2 separate regions of the Mus musculus genome follow, and region 2 is linked to region 1. The links are chromatin contacts, called in public HiChIP or PLAC-seq maps. All regions are on one chromosome and are shown on one strand. The core of a region is the stretch at or near the end of the contact, and the rest is flanking DNA. Distances in the headings are between cores, read along the strand shown. Region 1 overlaps Ergic1 (endoplasmic reticulum-golgi intermediate compartment (ERGIC) 1). Region 2 has its middle 17 kb from the start of Bak1.

Region 1 (4,488 bases), core at 1,472-3,971:
GGAGAGAGGAGGAAGGAGTGTTACAAGCAGAACCAGCCTCAGGTGGGTGAGGGTGTGGGATGCAGAGGGTGTCCAGGCAGCCTCCTCTCAGCTGCTCTGGAAGCCCTGGACAGGCAGCATAGTGAAAGCACGCTGGGTCCCTTCAACTATGGGAAACAGACCACATAGCTTAGAAGTGGAGCCAGAACGGAGCACAGATCTGAGGGTGACGTGGAAGAGGAAAGTGGGCTTTGAACTCGGTCTGAGCATTTCCTCCTTGACTTGCCAGTCACACGGAATCTGCTCATTTATTCTGCTGGCTGCCTCCGCTGTCCTAAGGTTCTTGGGGTGATGAAGCCCCTCCCCTAGAGGAGTCACAGGCTGGTGGATGAAGACATCATCGCATCACTAGCTTCTAACAGTATCCGTGTAGGGAGGGTGGAGGAGGGTGCTCAGCAGGCCATAGGTGAGCCAGTTCTGCTCAGGGGGATGGGGAAGGCTCACTAAGGAAGGGGCATTCTAAACCATGAATAAGAAGATAGCCTGCCTGACAGGTGAACCAAGTGGGTGTGAACTTGTCCACCAAGTAGGGCCAGCACAGAGAACAGGGAAGGTACAGTGCCCAACCTGCCATGGCTCGTAAGGATGCACATAGCATTGGCCAAATGGCCACCAAGGAACAGGGATCTGAGCTGATGACCCACAGGACCTGGTTTGAGCACTTCAGGGTCCTGAAAGGCTTGGGCTCGCGTCTCTTGTTTACAACAAATGGAGATGGATGCCGGGGTCCCCAGGCCCAACCCCCATGTCCCCAGCACTGGTCTTGAGCAGCTGGAGTGATCCCATGGACACCACTGAGTGTTAACCCACTGGACAGCCACCTCCATTCACAGAACAGGCTGGGGGCAAAGCCACAGAGAACGCTGAGTGAGCTGGTCCAGCCACCAGGCCCTTGCCAAAGCTTTGATGGAGGAAGCCTGCAGCAGAGGAAACTCAGCTTTCCCAGGGTGATTGTCTGGGCCACAGCCCAGCGCTGAGGGGGTAAGAGACAGAATGAAATCTAGCAGCAGTAGTGTACCAATTACCCAGCCTTCCCAGTGAGCTGGGAGCTTTCTGAAAACATTGCTTCATTTGACAGCAATCTTGTGAAGTAACTGCCATGGACATATTACAAACAAGGACACATGACTGAGCTAGGATGGGGCAGTGTGGTCCAGGGCCCTGCTTCCTGCTGATGTGTGGCAGCACTGGGGGGAGGTTATAATGAGTACAATGGTTGAAATATGCTCCCCAGAAGTCATACGCATGCTGCAGTGCTGGGCTGAGCCCAGAGCCCTGTGCATGTGGGGCAGGGGGACCACGGCTATTCGCCATCTAAAGTTACAGGTCCTTTGTGTACATCAAGGGGCTGAACCCGGAAGTAAGCCTACATTGGTGGTGGCTGGAGGTGGTAATCTGGGAGGTGATTAGGTTAGATGAGGCCACGAGGTAAGTGTCAATGGTAGCATTAGCTCTCCTATAAGAAGAGGAAAGCACTTCTAAGCTTGTATGCTTGTGTCTCTCCATGCCCTGCCCTCCACTGGACAACACAGCAAGAAGGCTCACCACAGGCTGGGGTTGATCTCTTTGACTTCCTCTTTCCCAATCCATGAGATAAATTAACTTCTATTTTCTTTCTTTTTTTTTCTTTTTTCTTTTTGGGGGGGGGGTAGGGGGAAGGTTCAAGACAGGGTTTCTCTGTGTAGCCCTGGCTGGCCTGGAACTCACTCTGTAGACCAGGCTGGCCTTGAATTCAGAAATCCACCTGCCTCTGCCTCCCAAGTGCTAGGATTAAAGGCGTGCGCCACCACTGCCTGGCTGACTTCTATTCTTTACTTACTACTTAGGCTCTTAGAATTTTGTTATGCCACCAGAGAGTAGGACAGACACGGCCTGAAATAGTGAATGTAAGCAATAAGTCTCTCGGAGAGAGTTATGGATCAAAGGGAATCAGAGCATAGGGACCCATGACCAAGAGGCTGTCCAAGTGGGCAAGCCTGGACGATCCCTATTTGGACTGAGTGGGTGAGCAACCAGGGGGCTCTGGAGCCCAAGAGGAACCTGGGTCTAATTCCTACACTGTAACTACACAGCTTGGCGAGTTCCTCAACCATAATGATAGTTAATTGAGCTGAACACTCCATCATTTATACTAAGGGTCTGGGTGGCCCTGCAACAGCAGAAACAGGAGCCTCGTGGTAAACAGGGGAACCTACTCCAAGTGCCTATGTTCCATTGGCACAAGCCATGCTTTCTGGAGAGGCTCAAGCCACTAACCGCTGTGCCATCTCATTTCTTTGGCTTGGATGTCCCTTGGCTTCCCAGAAGACCTGTGTGTCTCTTGGACTGTTGGGGTCCTGAGACGTCCACAGCCACCTTGATAGGATTCCCTGCCTAATGCAAAGCATCGGCCATGTGCTGATCAACAGGAGCCTGAAGAAACCAGGACCAGACAATGTCAGAGCTGGGATGGTCTTCTGCCTACTTCAAACAGAATACATCTTATCTCCTTGTTAAGAGTGTCTCACCTGGACCTTGAGGCCACTACCACGGCAAGAACTGGTATTTCATCTTTACTCAGACTAGAGAATGAGCCTGGACACTCCCTGTCCACCCCACTGAAATTCCCTTCAGCAGAATGTGCGGGGCATCGCCTATGCCCTTGGCCAGCAGAGGGAGCAATTGCAATGCTCAGCCCGTTCACGGCCCACTCACCTTGTTGGCCACTGTGTACTGGTAGGAGTAGCGCTGCTTGCCGCTCTTGTCCTCATACACTGTGGGTACAATCTTCAAGATGTAGTCATGGGAGGCCAGGGCTGCAGGAATACAGCATAAGATGAGATGGGGTGGGCACTGCCTGGCAGGTGGCTCTGCCTGTAACCCCAAGTTCAAGTCCTCCTGGTACTGTAGGGTCCTCTCCCCTTTCTCTTCAGAATGTGGCTTGCTGGGATTGTTAGATCTGCACTACATAATATATAATACTCTGAGCCACACACTTACAAATGGGATAGCCATTAACGAGGGGTGCTGAGGGGGCATTTTCTCTGAGATTCAGGCCCAGGAGCAGCACGCTCCTGTGAAGTAGGGGCCAGGGAACACATCCTCTTTAATGCGTGGTCACCAAGAATTGTCTAGAGAGAAGCCCCAGGAAACAGAGCAGCTTCAGTTTCATCCTTAACTAGACTAGAGAGAGACTGGCAAAATTACATTCCCCACCATCCCTCACACACAGAGAAATTTTCCAGGGAGAAAGGTGGGACTCAAGAAAGACCCCATTTCATTGTAGGTATTGTCTGTCTGCTTTTAAGTTTTAAAATAATCTGGGCTCTGGGCTCCAGAAAGAACTAAGTAAGACTGATCAAACCCAGAGGGCTGGGGTCAAGCGCCTGCCTGGCATAAACCTGCCCTTGGCCTCAATCCCAACACTGCCAAAACAAACAACAGAATCTGGTCACTGTCTTCCCTCTTTCTCAATAAACTGCTGACCCTTCAGCCCTGTAATAGTTTAACACGACCTTTTCACCCAGCGCCCCTGTCTCCTCCCAGCCTGGATGGCAAAGTTGCTGAGTGCAAGGACAAAGTCTTACATTCCTGCCCCTAAACCCTGCACGGAGCCTGGGACAGGGCAGACAGTGGCAAGGCCTGCTGAATGAAGGAGTGGACAGGATGGCTGGACAAAGGATGAAGGGATCAATCAGCTACTGATAAACATGAGCTAACCAGAGCTGCCTCAGCCTTCCCGAGCAAAAAATGAGGCCCAATGTCCATCCCTCTTATTCCTTCTAGAACCTTGGGCTAGGAACCATGGAGCTAAAAGAACATGGGAGTTTAGTCTTCTGGGTTCTAATCCTGGTCTCTGCAGATCAGATTCAGATCTGTAAGAGTGGTGAGCATGGAGCAAGCATTCCAGCCTTGACTAGTTCTGGCCCTGCTGTCTCCTCAGAAAAGGGCAGCACTCCTGGGATGGAGGTGACCCCCCCCCCCAACACACACCCTCAGGAAAACTGGGGAAAGCCCTGGAGCCTTTAAGCTAAGCACAGGGGACCCAACACCTCTTGCTCATGCCCACAATGGCTCTCAGGGTCCAGAGTACTAGGGTCACATGGGGTTAAAGGCCGATTCTAGTCTTCATCCCTGGAAACTCCCATGAGATGGGCTCACATCTATACCTAAACCAGGAGGCCAAAGATCACCTTGAAGTACAAGTCTCAAATTCCCACTCTCCAAGGATAAAACCTGAAGAAAGGAAGGCCTTAGTGAAAATCATAACTCTACTATTTTGTTGTTGTTGTTGCTATTTGTACAAAACATTAGGTAGTCACAAAAGGAAAAAAAAAGAGCCACCCTTATGTCTACTGTGCACAGAGAATCAGTTCACATTTCCTCCCCAGTAGGAACACGCCAGACGGATGTCCTTAAGGAGTCACAGGGGTTCTGCCTCAGGCCCAGGTATCATGAACACTTCCAAGT
Region 2 (4,488 bases), core at 773-3,272, 370 kb before region 1:
GCCTCCACAGCTCTCCTCCCCCTCATCAGTCCCTGGCAAGAGCCCTCCATCCACCTCTGGCTACTCTGGATCCTTCCCATGAGAGAGCTGCATAGTATAGCCCACTTTACATGAGTGGCAGGTCAGGTCGCACCAGGGTCTCACCTCAGTCCCAGAACTCTCAGTACAGAGCTGGCCAGGGTACATCTATAAATCCTCATTTGTGATCTCAGCTTTGGAGAGTGAGGCAGGAAGATCAGGAGCTCAAGGCCAGCCTTGGTGACAAAGTACATCCCAAAGAAAAGGAAGAGGAGGAGGAGGAGGACAAAGAGGAGGATGCTCAGTGACACAGTAAGGCCCGGGAAGAGGGCAAAGGCCTGTGCATTCCCGGTGCCCACCAGGAGCAGGAGAGATGGCTGACAGCACTTGACCCTGCAGAGCACCTAAGTTGGGTTCCCAACTACCTGTAACTACAGCTCCAGGGGATCTAACACACTTCTGGCCTGCTCAGGCATGGTCACACACCTGCAGATACCCACAGATATAAATACATCTTTAAAAAGAAAGAAAGCTGGACATGGTGGTGCATGACTTTAATCCCAACACTCAGAAGCCAAATGCAGGCAAATCTCTGAGTTCAAGGCCAGGCTGGTCTACATATACATAGTGAGCCCTAGGCCAGCCAAGCCAACACCACATAGTGAGACCCTGTCTCATAAACAGAAAGGATGAAAGGAAGGGAAGAAGGGAGGGAGGGAGGGAGGGAGGGAGGAAGGAAGGAAGGAAGGAAGGAAGGAAGGAAGGAAGGAAGGAAGGAAGGAAGGATGCTAGCCTGTTATTTGAGAGACTGAGGCAGGATTGTGAATCCCAGCCCAGCCTGGACTACAGCATTCAATGCTGTCTCAAAAATAGAACATTCTGAGCATGAAGGTGGTGCCTGCATGTAGTCTCTGTGTTGGATAAGAGATTTCCTCACTGCCTTTCTCTCTCTCAGAAATCAGGCCCTCCCCTCCAGCAGCCTCTGCTGGGACAGGGTTGATAAATGGGCTCACAGCTTTCCCGGAGCTCAGTCATCTCCCTCCCACTTGCAGCTGTGAACAAGCCCAGCCTCCCTGACACTTACACTGAGGACAACCTCGAATTATAACTTGACTTTTGTCTACTGTTCTCTTGCCTTGTGACTCCTGGCCCGTGGGCTAGGCTGGGCTAAATCACGTGATGTGAGATCGCCTCCTCTTACTCGGAACCTTATGGGTCGGAAACCCCTTTCATCTTTCAGAATTAAAGGCTCTCTGTCCCTTCAAGACTCCATTGTGAGTGTGGAGAATCGGCTGCAGTTAAGAGCGATTGTGAAGGTCCTGACTTCAGTTCCCTGCATGCACATTAGGGGGGTCACAGCTGCCTTGTACCCCCAGCTCCAGGGGCTCTGACTCCCTCTTCTGACCTCTGAGGGTGTCTGCGCCCACATGCGCACATAATTAAAAACAAAATAAGCTTTAAAAATACAATAGCGCGCTGTTGATAACGCAGCGCCCCAACTCTAACACCAGTCAGAGCTGCCCAAGGTCGTGGGGTCTTTCCTAATAATGCTCACTGCTCACATCAGCTCCTCTCTACTGTAACCAGGGTTTCTGTGGTAAGCCACAGCAACCAACTCATCAAAGGATCAGTAATTCAAGGCTATCCTTAGCTACGCATGAGTTGGAGGCACCCTGGTGACAGGAGACCCCATCAGAAACACACACACACACACACACACACACACACACACACACACACACAAACACACACACACATCCGCACGTGGATGAGAAGCACGGCTCCTTCCTTCCTGTTTTGCTGCCCCGTCCTTATGTCTTGAGCTGTAAATCTCCCACCCCCCACCCCCACTACAACCACCACTTATTGTGCCTGCATGTTCTTAAAGTCTCCACCAGAAGTCCCTATTTCTGTCAGGTGGCGCTGTTTCAAACTGTGGAGGAAAGAGAGGTCTAGCTGGCCACCCTGGGTGTGGGTGGGGCTTCAGGGTGATGGGCAGGCAGGCTCTACTTCCTGCCCTAGATCCCTACTTCCTGATATGACCTGCTGCTTCACGTGGCACCTGCTGTGGTGGTGAGGCCATCCCACTGCCAGGGTGGGCTGCATCTCTCGAACCCCGATCCAGAATTTAGCTTTCCCAGTTTGCTTCTTTTGGGTGTTTGGTGACAGTTCCGAGTCTATACTAAGGCACTGTGATGTCTCCAAAGGGAAACCATCTTCCTTTTGGGACCTTCTCTTTTGGCAATATCTACCCTTTCACTTTTATCTTGTTATTTTGGCTTTTAGATACAAGCTCTTTCTCTGTGGCCCTGGCTCTCCTGAAACTTGCCCTGTAGCCAAGGCTGGCCTCAAATTCTCAGAGATTCACCTGCCTCTGCATCACAAGCGTTGGGATTAAAGGTGTGCACTACCATGCCTGGTGCTCTCTCTCTCTCTCCCTCTCTCTCTCTCTCTCCAAGGTCTCACTCTATAGGCCAGCTTGTCCTGGTCACATTATGTAGCTCAGGCTAGCCTTGAACTCTTCCATCCTATCTACCTCTTACCTGAGCACCTAGATCATAGGCACCACACCCAACAAGAACACTTTTTTTTTTTTAGTGTTCTTTACGTAGTTTTACATTATACTTAGGAACTATAATGAATTTTATTCTTAACCGATTCTCTATTGTTGGCCGTTTATGTAACTTCCAAGCTGTTAAAATTAACCAGCATGCCAATTTATGGGAAGTCTATCTGGCAAGTAAGTAAAATCATCCTGCAAGTTGTCTCACATTGTTCCCCCACGAGGAAGCACGCTGGACTGGAGAACTCAGACGTTCCTGATTGGTCCTAAGGCCAGACGTCAGCATCTGAGGGACTGTCTGTAAGTGTGCTGGGCCGAAAAAACAAAAACAAAAACAAACAAACAAACAAAAAACCCCCAGCCAGGCGTGGGGGCGCACACCTTTAATCCCAGCACTTGGGAGGCAGAGGCAGGCAGATTTCTGAGTTCGAGGCCAGCCTGGTCTACAGAGTGAGTTCCAGGACAGCCAGGGCTACACAGAGAAACCCTGTGAAACTCAGAAATCTGCTTGCCACTGCCTCCCGAGTGCCGGGATTAAAGGCATGCGGCACCAAGCCCAGTTGCTGAGGTGGAACACTGTCAGCGCCCTCTTTGGGTGCCATCTTGCTGAGTCTTACCGAATCCTGAAAACCAGATCCAGGCTTTGTGCACTACAAGTAGCTGCTCCACCAACAGAGCTACAGTCCCGTCATGGCTCCCAGTAGCCTACGATTCTATAATGCAAGGACCCCCTCCTGCTCCCTGCTCCAGCCCTCACCTGCACCATCAGAACTGATGCTGGTGTGCTGTGCCACAAAGTCACACACTCCTGTGATCCCAGCATCCAGATAACTGAGGCAGGGGGCTCTCTGTGAGTTTAAGGCCAGCCTGGTCTACACAGAGAATTCCAGGACAGCCAAAGCCATGCCCGCCTAAACATGTAAAAAACAAGGAAGAGCATGGGGTGATTCGTGGGGAAAGATATTTGCCTCCAAGCCCCAGAATCCTTATTAAGAGACAGCTGACCCCCATAAGTGGTCCTCTAATCACGATGGCACTTGAGCGTACACACACATACTCACACACACATACTCGTCAAACTTGAGCATCTGAGCCGACCTAGAGGAAGAATGGGATGAGCCATCACAGAAAGAGGCACCTTGTGTGTGTGGCCACGGGGTGTCCAAAGAGGGTAAAAGTGTCCTTCTTCCCATCCTTTATCCCCCAGTTTCACCCTCCCCCCATCACTAGATAGGAGAGAAAGAAGAATGCGGGGGGGGGGGGGGAGGAGGAGGGGGAAGACAGAGATCCTTAAATCTAATTTCCTTCTTCTTGTTTCTTCTTTGAGCATGACCACTAACACACTGAAACCAACCTCCCTCCCCCAAATGACCACCAACCACCACTCTCCACCTTGCAGTGGGCGGGGATGGAGGTGGGGGTCCTACCATTTATCTACACAATCCCAAACATCACACAATCTCAGACACTGTCTGCAGCTGGCAAAACCGTGCCTCTGGTGGAGCACGGCATAAATCACAGTCAGCTGCTGCGAAGCAGCCCCATTTCCCCACACCTGGGTTAAAACAAAACCATATTCGTATAATATTTGGGTCTTGTTTTGTTTTGTTTGTTGTTTGTTTGTTTTTTAAACCACAATTCCAGAATTCTCACTACAGGCAGGGCTGGAGAGGGTTGAATGAGGTTTCTGTGAAGCAGTTTTGGAGACCAGGGAGCTTGCCCTTGATAAGAGGGTGGGGGATCTCTGTGTGTTGTGTTAACAGGTCTGAAATGGTTCCTCTACCCCAGGGCCAAGCCCATGTAGAAATGGCTGAACAACGCTTACATCAGGAAGTGGCTAAGAGGCTGCCAGACCTGCCCAGGTAGCCTGCTTTTCAGGGGCAGGAGGCACAGCTCTGAAGTTCAGA

The links. HiChIP or PLAC-seq counts read pairs in DNA pulled down with a chosen protein or histone mark.
Region 2: an H3K4me3 HiChIP or PLAC-seq map of bone marrow-derived macrophages shows a contact between it and region 1, with 8 times the contacts expected there. The contact joins two enhancer-like sites. A contact is called at or near these places in 1 of 115 datasets of contacts at active chromatin or transcription factors (bone marrow-derived macrophages) and 1 of 9 other capture datasets (pancreatic islet).

Annotation. Positions count from the first base shown.
Region 1 is chr17:26,637,089-26,641,576 of GRCm38.p6, reverse strand. Ergic1 (endoplasmic reticulum-golgi intermediate compartment (ERGIC) 1) reads right to left here. Exons shown (of 10, transcript NM_026170.3): 8 at 2,734-2,834. Among named protein-coding and RNA genes, the nearest start is that of Gm41553, 2.4 kb to the left of the region's middle. Within about 2 kb of position 2,721, at least 44 of the 459 cell types and tissues checked have an H3K27ac peak or open chromatin away from gene starts, as enhancers often do. A contact at or near this core is called in bone marrow-derived macrophages, where this site is marked.
Region 2 is chr17:27,009,650-27,014,137 of GRCm38.p6, reverse strand. No RefSeq gene overlaps it. Among named protein-coding and RNA genes, the nearest start is that of Bak1, 17 kb to the left of the region's middle. Within about 2 kb of position 2,022, at least 126 of the 459 cell types and tissues checked have an H3K27ac peak or open chromatin away from gene starts, as enhancers often do. A contact at or near this core is called in bone marrow-derived macrophages, where this site is marked.